2 separate regions of the Sus scrofa genome follow, and region 1 is linked to region 2. Evidence: chromatin contacts called from public HiChIP or PLAC-seq data. All regions are on one chromosome and are shown on one strand. Each heading gives the region's core, a stretch centred on a gene start, on an enhancer-like site or on the middle of the called end of the contact. The rest is flanking DNA. Distances are from core to core; before and after follow the strand shown. Region 1 overlaps SORL1 (sortilin-related receptor). Region 2 overlaps LOC106504896 (a long non-coding RNA gene).

The links. HiChIP or PLAC-seq counts read pairs in DNA pulled down with a chosen protein or histone mark.
Region 1: a contact with region 2 is called in an H3K27ac HiChIP or PLAC-seq map of alveolar macrophages. The contact joins two enhancer-like sites. A contact is called at or near these places in 1 of 47 Hi-C or Micro-C datasets (epiblast stem cells) and 1 of 2 datasets of contacts at active chromatin or transcription factors (alveolar macrophages).

What each region holds. Positions count from the first base shown.
Region 1 is chr9:48,530,248-48,536,305 of Sscrofa11.1, reverse strand. SORL1 (sortilin-related receptor) reads right to left here. Exons shown (of 50, transcript XM_021063014.1): 8 at 912-1,013. Among named protein-coding and RNA genes, the nearest start is that of SORL1, 98 kb to the right of the region's middle. Within about 2 kb of position 3,770, at least 1 of the 83 cell types and tissues checked has an H3K27ac peak or open chromatin away from gene starts, as enhancers often do. A contact at or near this core is called in alveolar macrophages, where this site is marked.
Region 2 is chr9:48,372,336-48,378,252 of Sscrofa11.1, reverse strand. LOC106504896 (a long non-coding RNA gene) reads left to right here. Exons shown (of 4, transcript XR_002335693.1): 3 at 5,202-5,343; 4 at 5,798-5,917. SC5D (lathosterol oxidase) reads right to left here. Exons shown (of 5, transcript XM_003129944.4): 5 at 5,862-5,917. Among named protein-coding and RNA genes, the nearest start is that of SC5D, 18 kb to the right of the region's middle. Within about 2 kb of position 2,217, at least 19 of the 83 cell types and tissues checked have an H3K27ac peak or open chromatin away from gene starts, as enhancers often do. A contact at or near this core is called in alveolar macrophages, where this site is marked.

The DNA of each region.
Region 1 (6,058 bases), core at 2,521-5,020, 160 kb before region 2:
GGGCTTGAAGCCCATGGAAAGCCTCCCCATCTTGAGGAAGAGGTTTGGCTAACTCTTTTTGGGGAAACCGAGGCTGCCCTGCTGGAGCAGCACCCCCCCCTGCCCAGTAGATGGGACACAACATAACAATGGGTCCCAACTCCATAAACAATGCAGAAACCGCCCTTAGTTAAGAATGTCTCCCCATCATTAGTGCAAAGTACAATACGGACAATGTGCCTGACTTCCCTGCTCTCTTCTGGCAGGTGACTGATGGAAGGTGGAGCCCAGAGAAAGCAGAGAATCGATAAGTATGTTTTCCATCACATACTCCTCTGAGCCACGAACCATCTATGGCACCAACTCCAGGCATCAAGGCCTTCACATGCCACCTCCTCCTCCCCGTGGTCCCTCCTCTGATGACCCAGCCCACCCTGACCTTCTCCATCGCTCACTATGTTCTAACACACACCACATGGTCAAGCCATCAGCTGTGCGTGGTTTCTTCCTCGGCTCCATTCTCAGGCTCTTCAACCCGACTGTTTCTAAAAGGGTCAGACTCCAATCTTATCCCCTTTTGGAACCTCGCCATCCGGGAGCAACACAGCAGGTACTTAATAAATAACTACGGCTGTCATTAATCTCCCATTCCTTCAGCACTGGCACACTGAGCCCATTGATGCTGGCTCCAAGCCTCTCTGCCAATCTCTCTCCACTTAAAGCAAATTAAGGCTCCCATTCAGCTCCACTTCAAAAAGTGAAGAGGGGAAAAAACAGACCGAGATGCCCAGAGCATAACGGTTCCCTATAGAGACCAATCTACAAAGGGACTTCAGGGACCCTCCATCAAATATCCACTCCCCAGCCCTCCCCTGACCTCAGCATGGGGACCATGGCACTCCTTCCCCACCCCCCACGCAGACCCCACTCACATTGATAGGATGTCTTGTGACAAATTGGGCTGCTCGCATGGGCTTCCGGCCAAAGGAGACCCAGAGCTGGACAGAAGACGGCTGCTGACTGCCGAAGAGATGCTGCTGAGGAAGAGGAGGAAAAAAATCAATTGTGTCATGTTATAGCCACTTGAAATCGGCAAGAAGGGAAACAGAGAAGTCAGACCCCTCCGATTCTACTGAAGACACAAAACAGTGTGAGTACATGTGCACATTTTTTCAGTGTTTGCTGTCACTGGTCAGCTTGGGCTGACCCACTTTATCCTAGACACCTGGTCTGCAGGAGACATGCTAGCATGTGAAGAGGAAGGACAATGGTAAGGTGGGAGCACTTGACCTTGGGAGGGAGGACCGAGGCTGCGGAAGCTGAAGCAGAGAGGGAAAGGGAGAGGCTGGTGAGGCAGATGGGGAGGAGCCTACGGCTCCCAAACTAACACCCCCCCCACCCCCGAGATCCACCACACACCCAGAATGCACAGTATGCATATGTAACATATCCTCCTCCCCTTTCTCCTATTTGCAGAACACAAGGATCCCCTTGAGCTTAATTCGTTCCAAGATGGAAGAAATTTTGATTGATTCTATTTTTCAAACTTTTAATACTTATTGATTAAAGTCTTTTGCTAGAATATGTTTTGTTTGGTAGAAAATGGAATATTTCACATGATACTGACTACATCACACTGCATTCTGGAGATACTAAACCACAGGTGGAAGCTTGAAAATGTGTATAAAAGCACTAGAGCAAGAGCTAGCTGTGCCACCTAAGGAAATTATTAAAATTCTCTAGGTCCCAGTTTATTCATCCATAAAATGAGAAGCTGATTGAATCAGGACTCGGTATATGGGTTTCAATGGTCTAAGAACCCCAAAATAAACACAAATTTTCTATACAGATGCACTCACTCATTCTGCTTGGGAGGGTATATACACTTTACATACACTTTACCTGATTCTCAAAAGGGACACGATTCAGAAAAGGATTAAGAACCACTGTAAAGGCTCTAGATAGCTTTTTCAGGCCCAAAGTCTTGTGACAGGGCCAAGGTCACACACAAACAGGGAGGCCCATCCTCACATGGACATCATCACAAGAATGATGATCAGACTCACCAGCAGGTGTTTGGCTGCACTTATCGTGGCTATGCTGCTACTATTTACTGCAGATTTTAATTCCTATAGAGCATGGATGGAAGCTACTTATTTCTCTGAACTGCACTATAACAATTAAATGCCCTATGCTCACGTCTGTCCAAAAATACTGTGAAGGACAAGGGGATGAACATGAAGTTATTTTTTATTAAAGTAGCAGTGAGTGTGTACACATATATTTATATATATATTTATATTTATTTATATATGTATATATTTATACACACACACATATATATATATATATTTTTTTTTTTTCCAAGCCACCACAGAGGGAGTTCCCGTGGTGGCGCAGTGGTTAACAAATCCGACTAGGAACCATGAGGTTGCGGGTTCGATCCCTGGCCTTGCTCAGTGGGTTAAGGATCCGGCGTTGCCGTGAGCCGTGGTGTAGGTCACAGACACGGCTTGGATCCTGTGTTGCTGTGGCTGTGGTGTAGGCCAGTGGTAACAGCTCTAATTGGACCCCAAGCCTGGGAACCTCCATATGCCGCAGGAGTGGCCCTAGAAAAGACAAAAAAAAAAAAAAAAAAAAAAGCCACCACTGAACACTGGTTAAGAGTAGTTAATTCCTGGAGTTCCTGTCATGGCTCAGCAGAAATAAATCTGACTAGCATCCATGAGGATGATGATTTGATCCCTGGCTCAGTGGGTTAAGGATCCAGCGTTGCCATGAGCTGTGGTGTAGGTCACAGACACCGCTTGGATCTGGTGTTGTTGTGGCTGTGGCCAGTGGCTACAGCTCTGATTCGACCCCTAGCCTGGCAACCTCTATATGCCACGGGGCAGCCCTAAAAAGGTAAAAAAAAAAAAAAAAAAGTAGTTAATTCTTATGCTGTTGTTGTTTTAGGCCGCACTTGCAGCATCCAGAAGTTCCTGGACCAGGGATTGAACCTGCACCACAGCAGTGACACCACTGGATCCTTAACCCACTGAGCCACCAGGGACCTCCAAAAGTAGGTTTTTTAAATAGGCCAGGTAGGGAAGCATAAAAGACTGCCTTTCCAAAATGGTACCCTGAAAACCACACAATAGCTTTAGCTTGTCCTCGGTATGGCGCTGAAGAAGTAATGGATTGAAAACACAAAATGCGTTCCCTGAATAAGAAAAGAGTTCCCAGCAAAACTGCTATGTGTACATCCCCAAAGCCCTCCTTAAGTCAATAAAGTTTTATAGCTATGTAAAAAGGTCAGCTGAGAAAAAATAAAAAGGTCAGTTGATGTATCACCTATATAAATCCTTATGAATTTATGTAAATACAGAGATATCAATGAAACACTTTTTTTATGCTTTATATGTTTCTTCATTACTCCCTACTGCAGTTAGACCTTAGAAAAGGAGCCATTCTTCTCAGTGACACTCAGGCCCATTATTAAATGTTTTTAATGACGGCTGCTAGGAGGCCTGAGAACAGAGAATGGAAACCAAGGCATAAATGCAAAAAAATCACAGAATACGAAGGTCATGAAAAGCCTCTGAACACATCCATCCCACTTCCTTCTGAGAGAGTTAGTCCTAAATCTCGATAATTAGGTTTACTCCTAATACATTCATGAAAGAGTTATTTTAATATTTCACTACCACCAAGAAAAGTATTAACAATGAAACTGTGGCGCACTGTTGATTGTAAGCTGTATTTCCTTTTCTTTTTGGCCACACCCACAGTATACAGAAGTTCCCAGGCCATAGAGCAAATCGGAGCCACAGCAATGACACCACCACTTGACTGCCAGGCCACCAGGGAACGCCTGTAAGATATGTCTTAATAAACTAGAGGTTTTTGTTGGTTGCTGGGTTCTTCTTTACCATAATTATCATAAAAGTGAAACATACTCATGAAAAGCACCCCAACAGCAGACAGATACCGGTAAAATGGAGACGTTCCGCTTCCTTTCTACTCCCAAAGTGGCCACCAGTAACAGACTCTGGGCTGTTCCTTTAGAAATACTTGGTGGGAGTTCCCGTCGTGGCGCAGTGGTTAACGAATCCAACTAGGAACCATGAGGTTGCGGGTTCAGTCCCTGCCCTTGCTCAGTGGGTTAATGATCCGGCGTTGCCGTGAGCTGTGGTGTAGGTTGCAGACGCGGCTCGGATCCCGCGTTGCTGTGGCTCTGGCATAGGCCGGTGGCTACAGCTCCGATTCGACCCCTAGCCTGGGAACCTCCATATGCCGCAGGAGCGGCCCAAGAAATAGCAAAAAGACCAAAAAAAAAAAAAAAAAAAAAAAAAAAAACTTGGTGCCATCACCCCTGGGCACACTTACATAGTGACAGACAGTGCTACATTTACCTACCCCAATATCCATCATCCCTTTCTTCCAAGCAACAGGTCCTGGATGGCCACCCTAATAAAAGTCTAAGGCTCTCTTCCTTTCCTGCAACTCTGGGTGGTCATGTGACTGAGTCCCAAACAAGGAGATGCAAACAGATGCTGTGCTGAGTTTCTAAGAAAGCTGCTTAAAGGCACCAAATCGGCTGGAAGGGGTCCTATGCTGGCCTGCCTGCCTCTCATTCAGCCAAGAGAATGGAAGGCTAACAAATATCTTAGACCACAAGGAAACTCTGAGAATAGAAATCATTAATTTGGCTGGTAGAACAGAAAGATAGAGGCCTGGGTCCCTATAACACCAGGGTAACAATATACCAGCCCTAGACGGCCTACCTCCAGGCAGCACTGATGAGAGAAAAGCAAACCTCTGTGCTGGCTAAGCTGCTTTTATGTCTAGTCTGATACCGGTAGCTGAACACAATGCCAAACCGACATGTGCAAATTTCTTTTTCACGTACAGATTAGATCGTGATAGAAATACTGTTGTGCAACTCAACTTTTTTCATTAACGAGGGTATCATTCTATGGAGTTCCCGTTGTGGCTCAGCACTAACAAACCCGACTAGTTCACATAAGGATGTGGGTTCGATCCCTGGCCTCGCTCGGTATGGTGAGGACCTGGTATTGCTCTGGCTGTGGTGTAGGCCGGCAGCTACAGCTCCAATTCGACCTCTAGCCTGGGAACCTCCATATGCCAAGGGTGTGGCCCTAAAAAGACAAAACAAACAAAAAAGAGTATCATTCTACAATTAAACTTTTTCCATCAATAGTGCATCTTAGACATCTTTCACTTACAGCTATTGATGGGCATTTAAGTTATCTTCAGACGCATTCTTCAATGAATATACGTGTATATATTACCCTTTTCACAGCTACACAAGAATATTTGTAGTATTTGAAGGATAGTTGCCTTCTTAGAATTCCTAGGTCAAACTTTTGATAGAGAGTATAAATGGCCTTCCTGAAAGGCTATTCTAGTTAATATATCTAACCAGCACACATACCCTTCACAAACAACTAGGAATTATTTAAATGTTTTAATGTATGCCAATATTACAGGGTCTGCGAATTTATCATGTTTTTTCATTGGACGTTCATTTCTGATAAGTAAAAAATAAATACAAGAATGTGAATAATCTGAATTTCAGAGAGTGTATTTACACTGATGTTTGCGATTATGTCCGCAGCAAAAAGAAATGAGAAGGAAGGAGAAAAGAGCAGAAAGGAATTGAATAAATGACATATTCCTGCCAAGAGAAGGCCAAAGGGTGTCACAGTGAGCCATTCAACTGAAAGTTTGACAGAGAAAATCAGTGGGGGAAAAAAATGAGGGGCCCCACAGCCTGATGGTGGACAAAGACATCAGTTCAGAGGCACTCGGCTAAAACATCCACTGCCACCTTTTCTCTTGAAGCACTAACAAAGTTTCAGCAAAGTACCATCTACATTCATATTGTTTATACCTAATTATTTATAAATAAAATGATATATCTGGGATTTGCTTTAAAATAGGCCAGACAGGAGTTCCCTGGTGGCTCAGTGGTTTAGGGATCTGGTATTGTCACTGCTGTGGCTCGGACTGCTGCTGTGGCCCAGGTTCGATCCCTAGCCCGGGAATTTCTGCATGCCACAGGTGTAGCCAAAAA
Region 2 (5,917 bases), core at 968-3,467:
CACCTCCAGGCTAGGTTAGGTCCTGTTGACTTCTGCACATTTCCTATGACAATATTCACTATACTTTTTGATACTTATGTTTAATTGTTCACTGCTCTATCCTCTAGCCCAATACCCAGTATATATTAGGTGCTCACAGCTCTGTACTAGTTGAATGAACAAATTTACCTAAATGATAATAACATCATCTGAACATATTTGAGAATTTTCACATTGCTTCAGGAAGATAGCCCCTGTGTTTTCCCATTTGTGAATCAACGGCTGTTTCCAGACCAACCCATTCCTGCAAAACAATTAAGCACTTTAATAAAATTGGGAAGGAAAAGGCTGCAACGCCAAAGACAGCTGTGCTATTCTCCAGCTGCAGACAACTGGGTGAGTGTTTAATGCAGAATGTGTCCATCATCTGATTCAAATAACTCCTGGCATTTTTCCCCCTTTAGTCTTGCTGGGTGGTTTGCACATGTGCTCTGTAATCTTCTTGGAGTATTATTATTAATAGCTGATCATGAAAATATTGCCCTTTAAACATTTAAAAAATATTTCATATACCCTTAAATGTGGCTTTATTAACTCCCAGATTTTTTCAAAGGAGGGGAAAAACTCTGCGATTACTGATGGAAAAACAGGATTAGCTATGTAGACATTCACTTCGTAGGAAAACTGTCAGGAGCATGCTAGTTTCATGTAATTGAAATACATCTTTTTATATACCTGCTTCTGGGTGAGAGGCAAGTCACAGGAATGGGGTTTTCCGGGGGCCTGTGAGGAGGTTGCATCTGTCCACATCTCGTCTTAATGATTTTCAGACCTGCCACTTTGAAAATAAATTTGCCTAATGTTTTCCCCTTCTATATCAGAACCCCAGATACTGAGAAATCTCAACCGAAGACAAAATAATTCATGAGAATCCAGAGATGACATTTACTAAATCATCAGAATGTCAAGAACCACCCTGATCTCCAGTAGGACCAAGAGTTGTCCAAAGGGAGTTCCCAGGGTGGCTCAGTGGGTTAAGAACCCTACACAGTCTCCATGAGGATGACGGTTCAATCTGTGGCATGCTCAGTGGGTGAAGAATCTGGTATTGCAGCAAACAGCAGCAAAGGTCACAGATACAGCTCGATCCAGTGTTGCCGTGGCTGTGGTATAGGCTGGCAGCTCCAGCTCCAATTCCACCCCCAGCCAGGGAACTGCCTCAGGAGCCACCATTAAAAAGAAAAAAAAAAAAAAAAAAAAAAAAAGAGTGGTACATAATCCCACAGGGAAAGGAAGTGTGCACAAGCACACACTGGATTTTATTTGGGGGCTGTTTCTTGGCGTATTTTGGTGTTGTGGATCCTAAACTACATGGCTGGGAATGAACAGTAGAGCTTTAAATGCAGCTAAAAGGAATATAGCAGAGAGCGTGCATCATCTCCTGGCTGAGGAGAAAGATTTTCTAAAGACAAGGAGGGAGTAGATGACCTTTCCAGAGCCCTCTTGTCCGAAGATTTTATGATTCCGTGCACGTCCTGTGTCTAGACATGAAGGGTGGGCGCTTCTGCTTTTGCTGCTGTAAACATGCGCAAAGTATAACTGCGCCACCTACAGTCAGATCTCAGAAACTACGCAGCCTCAGCCAGGAAAAAACGAAACAAAACAAAATAATAGGGGAGGAAAAGACCCACCGGAAAGAACAAAATTGTAGGGTCTATGACAATGAATATTCTCCTCCAATTATATTTACCTTTAGTCTAGGCTTTCAAAGCAACTCTAGCTTTCATGCCTGTGTTTTGCACACTTGTCAATATTCATTCGTGTATTCAATGCCTAATATATAAGAGATATGTTCATTTCGTGAGAAAAGGACTCTTCCTTTAAGTGAGAAAGACCTGGACAGGTAAGTTAGCTGACCATGGTTATACAGTGACGCAAGCCAAGACCCAGGTGTTTGTTTCCAGCCATCAGGGCCCCAGAGGACACAGGGTTAGAGCTGGCCTACCAGCTGGTGGAACCAGATCCCACAATCTCTGGCTGCAGGGCCCTGGTGGTCCCTGGGTTGGAGTTGGCTGCAGATGGGTGGGGCTGGGGCCCAAGGAGGCCTGGGGCTGGTGAGAGCCTGCTTTTGAGCACCCTGGATACCAACAAAGTTAGCAGAGCCTCACTGGGCCTAGGGTTAGTGTCAGTCCACCAGGGGGTGGGGCCGGGCCATGTGGTGGGCTGGGGGCTCAGGAGTTTCTAAGGCAGCTGGCCTGCTGGTAGGTGGTGGCATGCCTAGGCTGCGGGCATGCCAGGACTGGTGCCAATCTGTTGAAAATTAAGCGAGATAATTCATGTAAAGGGCTCTGCACAATGTCTTATGCAAACTCAATATTGGGAGCTGTTTAGGATACTGGAAAGGTTTAATCCTTATAAAAGAAGGAACCAGTACTTGAACCAATGTATTTTTTTAATACCCTATCTCTTTCTGTTATTGATTTTCCGTGTGCTCAGAGAATACACTTTGTATGATTTCAGTCTTTTGATACTTGTCCTAATGTTCAAATTTTCATATTCATTGCTGCTGAGCCACAATGGGAACTCCTCTTCTTATCTTTCTTAACAAAGTTACTTCTTAGGGAAATCAAGTTTCCCCTACTTTATATGAAAATCTTATAGACTGGTTTTATAGTTTATGGCAATGCACTTTTAAAATTATTTAGCAACAAATAATTTAGTTATCTTACAGCACTTATAAAGAAAATTTTCAGTCAGTGATTTTAGTTTTACTTTTTTTTTTATCTTGTTTTTTTTTTTAGGGCCACACTGGCGGCATATGGAGGTTGCCAGGCCAGGGGTCCAATCGGAGCTTTTGCTGCTGGCCTATGCCAGAGCCACAGCAGCGCCAGATACGATCCGCATCTGTGAACTATACCACATCTCATGGCAACGCCAGATCGTTAACCCACTGAATGAGGCCAGGGATCGAACCTGGAACCTCATGGCTCCTAGTTGGATTCGTTTCCACTGTGCCACGATGGAAAATCATAGCTTTACTTATGATTTTCCCCTGTATCCCCTATCTCTAGTTCACCTCATGTCTTTTACTCTCCAACTTTTAAATTTTTTAATTAATTAATAACTTATTTTAGGCTATTCCTACCCTGTGGCATATGGAGTTCCTGGGCCAGGAATCAGATCCAAGCTTCGGCAATGCCAGATCCTTTACCCACTGTGCCGGGCTGGGGACTGAACCTGAGTCCCAGAGCTCCAGAGACTCTGCTGCTCCTGCTGCACCAAAGGGGGAACTCCATCCTCCAATTTTTTAGAATGTTGTGCCTATTTCTGCTATATAGCAAAGGGACCCTGTCATATATAAATACACACACACACACACACACACACACCCTTTCTTGTATTATCATCCATCATGATCTATCCCAAGAGACTGGATGTAGTTCCCTGTGCTACAGAGTAGGACCTCATTGCTTATTCATTCTAACTGTAATAGTTTTCATCTATTAGCCCCAAACTTCCAGTCCATCCCACTCCTCCCTCCCTCCCCCTTAGCAACCACAAGTCTGTTCTCTATGTCTGTCAGTCTATTTCTGTTTTGTAATTATCCTCCAATTTTAAGGCCTAAACATCTAGGCTTTCTTCTCCCTGCAACTGATTTCTATCAAGAGCTTACCCTAGGTATAATGACAATAATCACTGAACCTAGAAAGAAGAGGCATTAAGCACAATTTACATGAATAATAGGCTCTGTTAACATTTAATTGAATGTTTCTAACTTATTTAATCTTATTAGGTAGGCAGTATTTTCATCAATTTACAGATGGAGAAACCAAGGTCATACAATCTGCAAATGGCAGAGACGAGACTCTAAACTGTTTAAAGCTCTGAGCGTCTATAATGCCTCTGAGACAAATTACCCTCCAGCTGAAGTTAATATCCTACTAGGGTTGTCATTTCTTGGTGTAATCAATGAATAATTTTGAGGATCTTTTTTTGTATGTAGAGCAGTGCGTTATGTAATAACTCCACACTGATTCATTCAACCCCCTAATCAGTTCTTGTATTACTGACCCATGTATGGTCAGAGTCCAGTACCAGAGGGTTTTGTTTCCAGTGCGAGTACAACTCTGAGAGAGAAAAAAGGAGAGCCTCTCTCCTTGATGTGGGAACCGTCTTCGATTCCTCTTTACTTCCTTTTCTTTCTTTCTTTTTTTTTTTTTTTTTTTTTTTTTTTTTTTTTTTTTTTTTTTTTTGCTTTTTAGGGGCACACTCACAGCATATGGAAGCGTGCATTGAATCAGAGCTACAGCTGCTGGCGTACACCACAGCCACAGCCAGGCAGGATCCGAGCTGCATCTGTGATCTGCACCACAGCTCACGGCAATGCAGGATCCTTAACCCACTGAGCGAGGTCAGGGATCAAACCCGCATCCTCATGGATCCTACTCAGGTTAACCGCTGAGCCACGAAGGGAACTCCTCTTTACTTTCCTTTTAACTCCCCCGAGGCACTCAGCAAACGTCAGCAAATGGAGAATTGAGAAATGAGTTGGCTAAAAAGATGGCATTTAACATTCCGCAGATTAAATATCTGCACTTAAGAGGGGTTCATTATGTTAAAGAGAATGACATTTCCATCATTTTATTAATTCATTCAGTAAAGTACTATCAAGCCTCAACCCTGTCTTGAGCATTCTGTAAGGACACATGGTCTCTAAAAGAATCTAGGTGGGGTCTAGAATAAACAGGGTACAAATAACAATGACAGATAATAGAAAGCAGTGAATGATGATATGACTTCCAGTCAAGTGTTTTGAGTTTGAAGAAGTTAGGAAGACAAGGTAAGGAAGCTCCTTTTTCCTTAAACTTGTTTCATGTTCTCCTTGGCAATTTCCTGGTCTCAAAATTTTAAGTTACAGAATTAAGGGCACTAAGACATCCAGTGCATGGATAACTTGAAACACTTTTGAGTTCATTCATCCCTTCAATACCTTTATTGGAATCCTCAAAAAGAGAATAAATTATATGGGTCTGACAAAATGGCTAGCTGTTCAGGTAACTTGTCACCTTGCCTCCCAGGCAAACAGACACATTTCTCAGAATCTCCTCCATCTAGATGGGCCCAATGACTAGGTCTTGTCCAAAGGAAGTTGGGCAAAGGATGCATACAGCTAATTTCTGGGCATGACCCGTACACATTTTCCGTGTGCACTTTCCCCACAGGCTCCTTCAACATAGAAGACTCTATAAACTGGGAGAAGAGCGAAGTCCTGAAATAGACGGAGCCTGGGTCTCAAATGACTGTGGAAAACTCCATTGACTAGCAACTTCCACACTGGACTTGACAGAAATAACCTCGGAAAAGGTACACAACTAGGTCCCAATGTCCTTACATCAAGGACTTTTAACTGTGACAGATCAAGAGTAAAAGCCAACAAATGAGAACCTTCATTATGACGGAACACTAAGTTTATTTCCCCTTAATTTTCTTTGTTTTCTCAGGTAGTGGAGCACAGGGGCAGGGAGGGGGTTGGCGGTGGGGATTAGTGAAAACCACACAGCTGCACCGACCCATTACAAACACTAACTGGTATACTGGTATGTTTAAGTAAAGTAACACTGGAACAGTAACTCCAACAGAAAAAATAATTTTTTTTTCTTTTGGATCCCAAGCATTAAATTTTATGACACTCAAATCTAATAAAAGATGTGAAATATACAAAGAAAGTGATACTGACTTCTCTCTTTCTCCCTTTGACATCAAGCATTTGGAGGGATGCTAAAAGTTTTGACAATCTACATCATTTCTGTGGTTTCAGGCTGACATAAAATTTGTCCAAAGAAGACTCTGTGCTGTTAAAATATTCAACTGATACACGTGAGTAACAGTCATAATCAACTTTTATTTTACATACTTTACAGAATGCCTTTGCAAACCA